Regions from separate parts of the Danio rerio genome. Here region 1 is linked to region 2. A link is a contact called in public HiCAR-type data. All regions are on one chromosome and are shown on one strand. Each heading gives the region's core, a stretch centred on a gene start, on an enhancer-like site or on the middle of the called end of the contact. The rest is flanking DNA. Distances are from core to core; before and after follow the strand shown. Region 1 holds the start of svild (supervillin d). Region 2 holds the start of plcd3b (phospholipase C, delta 3b).

Region 1 (5,286 bases), core at 1,994-4,493, 71 kb after region 2:
TCATAGATATTTTACATAATATATGGATATATGTAAATATCTATGCAAAACAATGAGTTACAATATTATCGACCTCTGTAGCACCAGTATGCTAAATAATACAGAAGAGGTGTAAAAGTAATACTACATATTTCCATTTAATTATTATATTACAAACATTTCAACTAAATCCTGTGGTAAATACAACTGAAAGATAAAAACAACACCACACATTACAGGAATATTACTTACAAACCTTACCTTTATAGCTAAATAATGTGGTACAGTAATATACCACACATTACCACAAGAATATTGCACAACTACTAGCCTACATACTATATCAAAATGGTGAGGTAAATATTACAGAAATATGACAGTAATACCACACATCACTGCAAGAAAACTACAGGAATATTGTTTAACAAAATATTGTGTTAAGTATAACAGAAATATCAGTGCAAGAATATGCCTACTGCATAAAAATGACAGGAATTTTAAAGGAAGGCAATAATACCACACATTAAAACATTACAGGAACATTAACTACAGTATAACAAAATCATATAGTAAATATTACAGAAATATCACAGTAGTGCCACACATCACCACAAGAAAATTACGGAAATATTACGTACATGCAACAAAACTGTTGTGTAAATATTACAGTAATATGACGAATATGTGCACTTTACCACAAAAAAACTACACATTAGGCTATACCACATGAAAATTACAACTGTATAACACAAAATATAACAGTAATACATTACAGCAGAAATCTTTAACAAAAAAAGACCATTAACATGTGGTAACACCATTGTAGGTAGCCTAAGGTTCTTGTAATATTCTTGTTGTAATGTGCTGTTTTACCAAACAAAAACAGCAATAATTGATGATTCGGGATCTAGCCAATACCTAATTGCCACTTTTAAGAAGGCAAATTGAAAATTGAAAAGGTCCAGCCCTCCACCACTACTTATATTTCATCTCTTACAGCAGTGATTTTTAAACTTTTTACACCAAGCACCACCTCAGAAGTCCCAGAGTCTCTACAAGTACCACCTAATGACCAGCATCAAAATAGTGTAGTAGGCCTAAATAATCAGCAACTGCTCTGCACAGTTCAAAAAACAAGGCAAATTTATGCATAAAAATTATGTTTATTATCGTTAGCCACTTTAAAAATTACAAAAAGTTTGAACATTATCCCTGCTTATTTAAATTAAAATGTGCTTTTAAAAGTTGATCAAAAATGTACTGATAAATTAAATGCTGTACTTAAAGGTAAAGTATTAATATATTGTAGCCAAGATTTCCAACGGGTTGAGATGTAACATTATATAAAAAAATAATTTTATTTAACATTAAGCTTTCAGTGTAATTTGTGTGTCTCTGTGTTACAAAAATGAATAAAATATGCAAATGTGAATCACCTTCAACAGATGAACACTATTTGTGTATGCAGGCTTCATAACCCCAAAGAGGTCAAATACTTAACTTAAACTACTTTGACTTTCTCTTTCAAGAGCTGTATATGAAATCTGTGATATGAAATCATATACAGTAGTAAATACAGTTTTAAATCTGCGTGTGGTAGGTGGTAATGGGAGTGGCATGGGGGTTACCCTAAGCGAAAATTTACTGTGGTGCCCCCACAAGGGACAAAAACACACAAACATATGTATATAAACATGTATGTATGATTGTATGTATGTATGTATGTATGTATGTATGTATGTATGTATTTATTTATTTATTTATTTATTTATTTATATAAAAGAGCATAAAACAGTCAAAATTATACTTAAATATTAAATTATTTACATCATAAAATAACAGTTTACATAAAAATAAACACTGGCATGTGTCCTACAGAAGTATTCCCAATTTTAAACATTAATAAAAGGTATGAAATAAAACCCTCTATCCAATCAACTTTCTAAACATTTGTGCCACACAATGGATATTTAGACACATCTCTGCACTTAGCACTTTAACAGTTTGAACTAAGGACATTCTTTACACAACTGCATAAAGCACATTTAACACAAATCCTCCTTCATCCACTCAATGTGCACTAAAGAAATTCTGTGTAATGCACAACGAACATTTAACAGGTTTTTTATTTCATTTTTTGACATTCAACAGGTATCTGCTGCAGACAGTTCAAACATCAACTGCTACGTGCAGTGTACATTAAAAACGCAGGGTGGTGCCATAACATTGGCACCGTGTACTGTAGGAAAACCAGGTCAAGACAAAAAATGTACTTACATTAAATATTACTTTTCTATGTCTATGTGTATTTGGAAATATTTGTTAATATATGTTTACATGTGTAACACCTATGGCCCTGAGAGACACATTTGTTTCCTTCCTCCCTATTTAACCTACAAAACTATTTAAAAACAAATATTATTTTCACTTTTTTTTTCATTCTAAAAAAACCCCGATAAATCTACAAATAGTATTGAAACAGCACCAACCACTTAAATTGTTTAGTACTTAAAAAGGCATTTCAGTAAATTTTTAGAATTGTAATAATTTTATTCATGCAACTTCTATAATTTTCTAACATAATAAACTAAACTGCAATACAGTGTCCAACGTTGGACGTAGGATATTATCATCCAGAATCTGTTTCAACAGTAAACATGCATGCATGTTTCTCACAAACCATGCTATGATATCCTTAGGCTACATAACTTATAACAACATGCCAGTTTTAGGAAGCTATAACTATTATTTTTATTTTTACATAACGTAATGAATTAGCAATTAAAATAGTAATAGAAAGACCCTTCTAAAGGCTCGAAACAGACGAGGAGTGAACCCGGGACAGCACTTGTTTCATGGTCAGGGTAGATTTTTCCCGTTTGGAATGCATGCAGAGACTGTAGCACACGCGCATGCTTGGGAAACGTAAAACTCCACCCAGTATTAAATCAATTCCTGAACCGACTCGTTCTTTAGTTAAATCATCTAGTCTTGACAAGCATAAATACCATTATAAACTATATATTGCACAGTAACTGAACTCACTTTATGACTGAAGAAAAATTGTTTTTTAAAGTTTTCAGTAGATATATGGACATATAGAGTAAAGCGATAGACTAATGTAACAATTGTATATGATTCAACTGAAGCAGTTCAAAAGATTCGAGTCAATGGAGTAAATCAAACTCCCCATCCACTATTGGTGTGGGCAGGGGGCGGGATCTCAACTTTGAAACACACGGCTGACAAACGCATTACTTGAGCAGCCTTTCACAGGCATTACTGTGGTTTAGTTCGACTTTCTATTAGTAGTTTAGTATAAACAGGAAGACAGTTTAATGCCGACAGAAAGTATTGTGTCAATCGCTGACCAAAAGCTTACGTGCGGTGGAACCCCCACAATGTATTTGTGTTATTCCACGCTTCTTTTTTATTGGTAAAATACGGCGGAGCTGTCTATGCTGGTGTCCAGTGACTCGCGCTGTTTATCGGATAGCATCTGTTTTGATTCAGCGAAATATAATCAGGTGAGTACTGATTGTCCGTTCATGTTTCTCAGGCTATTTTATTCACAACAAGATGTTTAGTTAAACAATATTGTCAATCTACTTAAAAACACGGAAAAATGTCAGATCTGTTGTGACCAGTTAATGGGCGTAGTGTTGCTTAATTCAACTGAAAAACCAAAGGTCTCCTTTGAAAGGTTCCCTGTGGATTCAAGGTCTGGCTGAAATCTGCAAATATTTTGCTCAAGTTTTAATCTGGTTTGTTTAGGATTTTTTTTCTTTTTCTTATTTCTTTGTTTATAGATCAGATTAAATGTCCCCATCCCCTTAAAGCATATATGTATTTTCATTTAGTGATCAATTTGTGCAATTTTCTAATGAAATTGGCAACCTTGTTGTAAGTCAATTCATGTTTATTAAATAAACAAAGTAACAAACAGCTTTAGTTAGAGGTCTGATGTTTAACAAATACTCCAAAAAGCACCTTTAGCAGTCTGCAAAGACATTGCAATTGAAGTAAAGTAAAACAAGGGGGAATTATTGTGTTACTGTGTCATTAACAACTGCATGCTTTAAGCTTGCTCAGAGTAAAATTCTAAAAAGTCCTACATTTGTCAAAATTGTAGATTGATGGTATTTTGCTCCTTCTACACTTAAGAATAAATGTCGCTTATAAATGTTAAAAATGTTATTATACTCCAATTCTAATTAATTTAAAAGTGCTAGAGACGATAACCTAGTTTGGTGTAGCATGATGACTTTGACATGTTCAAAGTAAAACCCCATTCTCACCAACATTAAAATATATATGTGGTTGAATGTAATGTAAATATGAACAAGTGGAATACATTTAAATATTAACTAACACTAACATTAGAAGATCTGCTATTGTTGAGTATTGCAATGGGAATATTTCTTATGATATAACACTTTTCTAGAAAAATAATATTTTTATTAGCTAATATGTTTAAACAATTTATTTAATATTTGATAAACAGGTAAAATATAAATTTTTAGATCTAATAATTCTAATTCAGAAAAAACGATGAAAACCTCAGAAGGTATTCTGACTCTGATTGCCAGTTTTCATTTTTGTTGTTTTGACTTCTGCTATAGTATTTTGTTTCAAATCTGGGTTCACCTCTGGGCAGCTCCAGACAATAACAGAATAGCAACCACTGGGGAGGTGGACATAAAGATGCTAAGGTTCCATCTGATCTGGTCAAATTTAAATAAGCAACCAATACATAAAGTAAATATAATGTATCACACTTCTGTGATGCATATATTATCCACAATGAATGTAATAATAATAAAAAAATCATTATTATTGGATTATAAAAGTTTTAAACTTTTTTTTTTTTTTTTTGAAGAATTTAATTGCAAAATGCTCCTTGTGGACTGTTGATTTGTAATATGGATACTCTGGTATCTCTTTGGTGTTGTTCTCTTTGCATTGGCTTGGCTTTCTTTGGAGTTTTGTTGTGCAGTATAAGGCCACATTCACACAAAACCAGAAAATGTGCATAAAGTCCTGCAAAAGATCAGATAAGGAAAGTAGCTTATCTGATCTGTTGCATGATTTCATGCGCATTTTGACAGTTAAGCTGGTTCTAGTAAACCTCCAGTATGTGTTCAGATGGAGCAGCATTTACTACACAGAGTCGTTGGTCACTGATTAGAAAAAAAAAAAATTGTTAATTCTGTTGAATTGGTCGAAAATGATATTGAGATAATATTCTGTGATAATGACAGCTGTTTGTGTCTCTTCTCAGTGAACTATAACTCTGTGGAGTAAATG
Region 2 (5,943 bases), core at 323-2,822:
TGAAGTACACATATAGTCTGGGATGTCCTGTGTAAGAACTGACCATTGTTTTTTTCTACTTATTTAAAATGCGGTCTTTATAGTATTTTATATTATGTTAATACCCCGTCTCTTTAAAATGCTGCAGTAAAAAGGTTTTATGTGAAGTACATATAGTATGGGATGTCCTGTATAAGAACTGACCATTGTTTTTTTTCTACTTATTTAAAATGGGGTCTTTATAGCACTTTATTTTATGTTAATACCCCATTTCTCTAAAATGCTGCAGTAAATAGGTTTCATGTGAAGTGGAGATATAGTATGGGATGTCGTGTATAATAACTGACCATTGTTTTTTTCTACTTATTTAAATTGGGGTCTTTATAACACTTTGAAATATAATATTATACAATTTCTCCAAAACACTGCAGTAATAAGGTTTCATGTGAAGTCCACACATAGTATGGGATGTCCTGTGTAAGAACTGACCATTGTTTTTTTCTACTTATTTAAAATGCGGTCTTTATAGTATTTTATATTATGTTAATACCCCGTCTCTTTAAAATGCTGCAGTAAAAAGGTTTCATGTGAAGTACATATATAGTATGGGATGTCCTGTGTAAGAACTGACCATTGTTTTTTCCTACTTATTTGAAATGTAGTCTTTATAGCACTTTTTATTAGGTTATTACCCCGTTTCTCCAAAACAGTGCAGTAAAAAGATTTCATATGAAGTACACATATAGCATGGGATGTTCTGTACAGGAACTGATCATTGTTTTTGTCTACTTATTGGAAATTGGGTCTTTATAACACGGAGTAATGTTAATACCCAATTTCTCCAAAACACTGCAGTAACAAGTCTTTATTTGAAGTTTAGAGTGTGATGTCCTGTATCAGACCTGACTATTGTTTTTTTTCTACATATTTTAAATGAGCATTTTTTGTCCAAATTGCTGAAGTAAAAAGTATTTAGATGTAGTATATATGCAAATAGCATGTGACATCCAGTATCAAACCAGATCAGTCTTTTATTTAACTTATGTCAAACAATGTATTTATGCACTTTAAAGACTTTATAGCTCAATAATAGCACATTTCTCCAAAATGCTGCAGTAAGTTATTATGAGGTATGCATATAATATTGGATGTCCTGTCCATTGTTTTCTTCTGCTCACCTGAATGAGGTCTTTTACATGAGGTATGCATGTACATCCTGTATCAGAACCAAACTGTTGTTTTTCTACTTATTTCTTTATAGCACTTTAAAGTGTGTTAATGGTACATTTCTCCAAAATGCTGCAGTAAAACAGGCTTCATATGATGTATGCTTAGTATTTGACTTCCTGCATCAGATCTTATTGTTGTTCTATTCTACTTATAACAAATAATAAGGTCTTTACAGTCATCTAAAGTGTAATAATGCCCCATATCCCATATACTGAAAGAAGCATACATTTTTAAATCCCCTTTAAATGAAATAAACATATATTTGTAATTCAAACAATGTTTTGTTGGACTACTTTATGATTGTTTTCACTTTCTGAGGTTAGCCACGTTGTATAAAATTGCATTTAACCTTATTTGCAATGTACTGTAGTTGGCTAGGAGAAGTAGAAACGTATTCTGTGTATTTAGAAATCGTATATTTATTCTGTCCGTTTGATCTGCTATAAAATCATTTGAAGCAAAAAGATAAACTTGAGGAAATTAAAGGTAAGCCCAGAAACCAATTTCTTAAAATAACAACAGTCAAACAAAGCTAATAAATTGTTTAATAAAGCATACGTGGGAGGAAAGGGGGATAAACTTATATTTCGTTGTTATCTCTCTGTTCTGGGCGAAATGGATGCTCTCTGGAGCGCTCTCTGTGTGGCTGCTGACATTACCGTAATGATAATAATACGCGCGCGCCGAAATATAAAGCGCGGCTGGCATGACTGTGTTTTTCCGAACCGCGGCTGGCTTGACCGCAGTACCGATCCGATATGGAACAGTTTATAAAAACGGTGCCTGCTCTGCTTGCACAATAAATTTGAGAACTGTGTGCTGTTGTCTTACGCAAAAAGGGATCTTTCACCTCTTGGAGTTTCGGCCAAGAGTTCACTTCCTGGTACAGTCACGTGACAACGTGATATGCTACGTTACGTCAATGTTTTTTTTTTTTTTTTTTTTACAATAAAAAGTATATACTTTTAAGTGTGTGACTGGAGAGTTTGCAATATTTGGGATATGCTGCTTTATTAAGGATCAGTTATGTTGCTTAAATACATGTCCTGTCATTCATCTTGTTATATTATCTACTTTTCCTTTCACTTTTCCACAGAAACAGTAGCATTATTCTGCCATTCGCGGCTCTTTTTATGGAGAAAAAAATACGTGTTTGCATAATTATGCATTCAGGCGTTTGCATAATTATGCATTCAGATGTTAATGACCAAACACGTTTTTTAAATAAATCACGGTTTTGCTGCAGATATAGTATAACACGAAAAACGTGAAATAATGTGTTCCAGAAGGACGAGGGTAGATTTTAACTAAGATACAGCTTTAATAAAACTCGAGCTCCATGTTTGTAGTTTGTAAGACTATAGGCTTTTTTCTGTAAAAGAGTTTCAAAGTTATACTGCATTTCAGTAAACAAAATATATATACATATATAAAAAAAAGGTTTTTGGTTCGGAAATTTACATTTATGTACATAAAATTTTGTTAATAAGATAAGAAGACTAAAGAAATATATTTTGGTTTTATGTTTAAGGTTCTGTTTAGTTTTGCAATTAACCAAACCCAATAAAACATTTTCCCATAAGGAAAAGTCTTTATTAATGTTCTCAATTACAAAAAGGGAAAACTCTTTCAGAAGCAAATTAGAATAACTGCATTGCCCACAATAACAGAAAACATAATAACATTGAAAATTATGCAAAAATTCTCAATCTTTACATAACTTTAACATAAGAGCAAAATACAATATACAAAAATACAATACAAAAATTATAATTAATAAATAAACAAATGGTTTCATAATAAATAAATAGAAATAAAATACCCTATATTTCCCAGTGATGGGTTGCAGCTGGAAGGGCATCCGCTGCGTAAAAAATATGCTGAATAAGTTGGCGGTTCATTCCGCTGTGACGACCCCAGGTTAATAAAGGGGCTAAGCCGAAAAAAGAAAATGAATGAAAATAGTCTAAATGAAGACAAATAAGTAAAATTACTGATGTTTATTAATTTTTAATTTGTTTATCAGGATCCCTATTTGCCACTACCAATGTAGTGGCTATTCTTCGTCAGGTGATTTAGAGATCATTCATTAATTTGAATTTTCAAACACGATGCACTAAGATTTGTTTTCATTCAGAAAGAGAATATTCTGTGACTGTTAAAAATTTGATCTCAACTAAATACCTGTATAGAGATTCAAGTGTATCTGAAGAGTTGGATGCATCAGGGCGATAAGGAAACTCACGCAAACACAGGGAGAACATGCAAACTCCACACAAAAATTCCAACTGACCCAGCCGAGGCTCGAACCGGCGACCTTCTTGCTGTGAGATGGACGTGCTACCAACTGCGACAACGTGCAGCCTTATAGATATAAAAAAAATAAAACAAACGTATCTTTATTAATTAGGCCACATTCTAGAAGCCAGATTCAAGAATTGTGGATTGATCTGTGTATTGAAAATCCTGATTGTGTCTCACATAATGTTTGTGATAGTACAGTTTTTAAACTGAAAGCCAGAGTTTTAGAAAAACTGTGATGGATTGGGCTCCAATATCATGCCATTCCCTAGGCCCAATACCGGTGCTAGATGGAGCATCACTGTCAAGGACTACCAAAGCATTCTGAAAGACCATGTGCACCCAGTGGTTCAAACATTGTATCCTGAAGGTGGTTGCGTGTATCAGGATAATAATGCACCTACACACACAGCAAAACTAGTGACAGATTGGTTTGATGAACATGAAAGAGAAGCTGAACATCTCCCATGGCCTGCAGATCTTAAGCATTTTGAGGTATTTTGGGGAAATGTTTAAACTTAACATCATTTAAACAAATTGTTTAAACTTATGAGCCTGTTATGTTATTTTTAACAAGCTTTTTTTTTTTTACTCAACTTCACAAGGATAAAAGTGCCCGTAGTTAAAGAACTGCCCTTTTACAGTTGCTTTAATTTTGATAATTTTTTTTTTTTTTTGCATAACAAAATAGGCCTACTGTTATTATCTTAAAAAATAGACTAAAGACAGATCAGTGTTGTAAAGGTTGAACAAATAAAAAATGACCTTGGTTTGGTTTGAAGAAGAAATCGTGATATGTCATTTAACTTGATTAAATTCCTCTGCCCTAGCTCGCATCTTATTTTTATTTTATTTTATTTTTTTGCATCTTTCCCTCGAATCCTGAGGTGGTGGAGCTAAGACACGAGAAAAGGAAGCAAGGAAAGGAAACTTAGCATTTGCAAATTGAGAAGCTTTTTACAGTCTATGTTGAGAAGCAACGTAGATGTTCAGCCAGCTCCTTGTGGGAGGAGGGGGAGAAAGAGCTCCTTCGATTGACTTGTTTTTAAAGTCAAGATCGCTAGAGGGAGACATTTTGTTAATCCTGATTTCTCTGCACAAAATCGTCCGCTTAAAAAGCTGCCTGTAACGTTAGTCAACATACATTGCGGGTCTGATCAGCCAAGTTGCTGTAAATTGTCGGCGAGCCAGCCTGCGTATTGAAATAAAGATGAAGTTTTCGCTAATTTAACCTTAATTATTGATAATTCGTTCAAGGCTTCCGATTCAGATATGACAAGATAGAGTCTTCGCAAGGATTGTAAATCTGTGCGTTATAGCGTTAACGTTATAGCTTTTAATCTGAGGACGATTCTGTGGTTTTATTTTTTGTTGGTTAAATTTGGTGTAGTCAACAACCGGAGCCAATGAAACGTTACGTAGCCTAATGTCGTCGGGACATCTGCGTTTTAATGTGCTCAGTATAGGCTGTCCGTTTTCTGACAAAGGCTATATACTAACGTAAACGGTACAGAGCACAGTGCCAGACACCAAAGGCTGTAGATATACAGACAGTCATATCTTTACGTATTTTTATATATAGAACCCCTAGACTGCGCCATGTTGAGAAAGAAGAAGACTGAAGCCGGGATGTCCCAACTTAAACCAGACAATCCTCTAATAAAAATGGGTAAGACATTTATCTTTTCTTCTTATTTTTGTTTCTTCTTTCTTTATTTGATTTATTTCTTCTTCTTCTTCTTCTTCTTCTTCTTCTTCTTCTTCTTCTTCTTCTTCATAATAATAATAATAAATAATTATTATTGTTGTTATTATTATTATTATTATCATCGTATTTTTACGATTCGTTATGACATTTTCTTTAGGTTGAATAGAATTTTTTACACACACACATACATATTTGGAGAGATATATTTTTAGTTTTCTTCGACAATTTCTTTGTGTTTTGGTAGTTTGCCCAAAACTGAAAATTCTCTCATCATCAACTCATCCTTAAGTGGTTTCAAACATGTATGAGTTTCTTTCTCTCATCAAATATTAAATAAGATACTGTAAAGAAAGCTGAAATCTGCAATCATGAATTCCATAAGCTTTTTTTCCTACTATGGAAGTCAACGGCTGTTTTTTTTTTTTCAAAATATTTGATTTTGTGTTCAACAGAAAAAAGAAACCCATAAAGGTTTATAATTCTTGATCGAGAGTAAATAGTCATGATGAGTTCATAATGTGTGTGCTTTATTTATGTATTCTGTTTTAGTTTTTTTTCTCTTGGTCTGCTGTGATATAGCCTGTATTTACCCAAATTGGGGGATTCCTTTTTGTTATAGCCTGAAGCATTGTGTTATGGGGATCAACCACACATTTTTTTTATTGACCAATTTATTGTTATGGTGAATAAAAAATATATTTTTATAATATTTGTTGACTGATTGT

Evidence for each region. HiCAR-type assays count read pairs that join an accessible place to other places.
Region 1: a contact with region 2 is called in a HiCAR-type map of caudal fin, with 3 times the contacts expected there. The contact joins the promoter of svild here to the promoter of plcd3b in region 2. A contact is called at or near these places in 2 of 4 datasets of contacts at active chromatin or transcription factors (caudal fin and gastrula embryo).

What each region holds. Positions count from the first base shown.
Region 1 is chr12:17,267,639-17,272,924 of GRCz12tu, forward strand. svild (supervillin d) reads left to right here and starts at 3,244. Exons shown (of 27, transcript XM_073918319.1): 1 at 3,244-3,506. It also overlaps a transcript of nmt1b not described here.
Region 2 is chr12:17,198,510-17,204,452 of GRCz12tu, forward strand. plcd3b (phospholipase C, delta 3b) reads left to right here and starts at 1,573. Exons shown (of 16, transcript XM_073918324.1): 1 at 1,573-1,695; 2 at 5,093-5,179. The coding sequence starts at 5,110.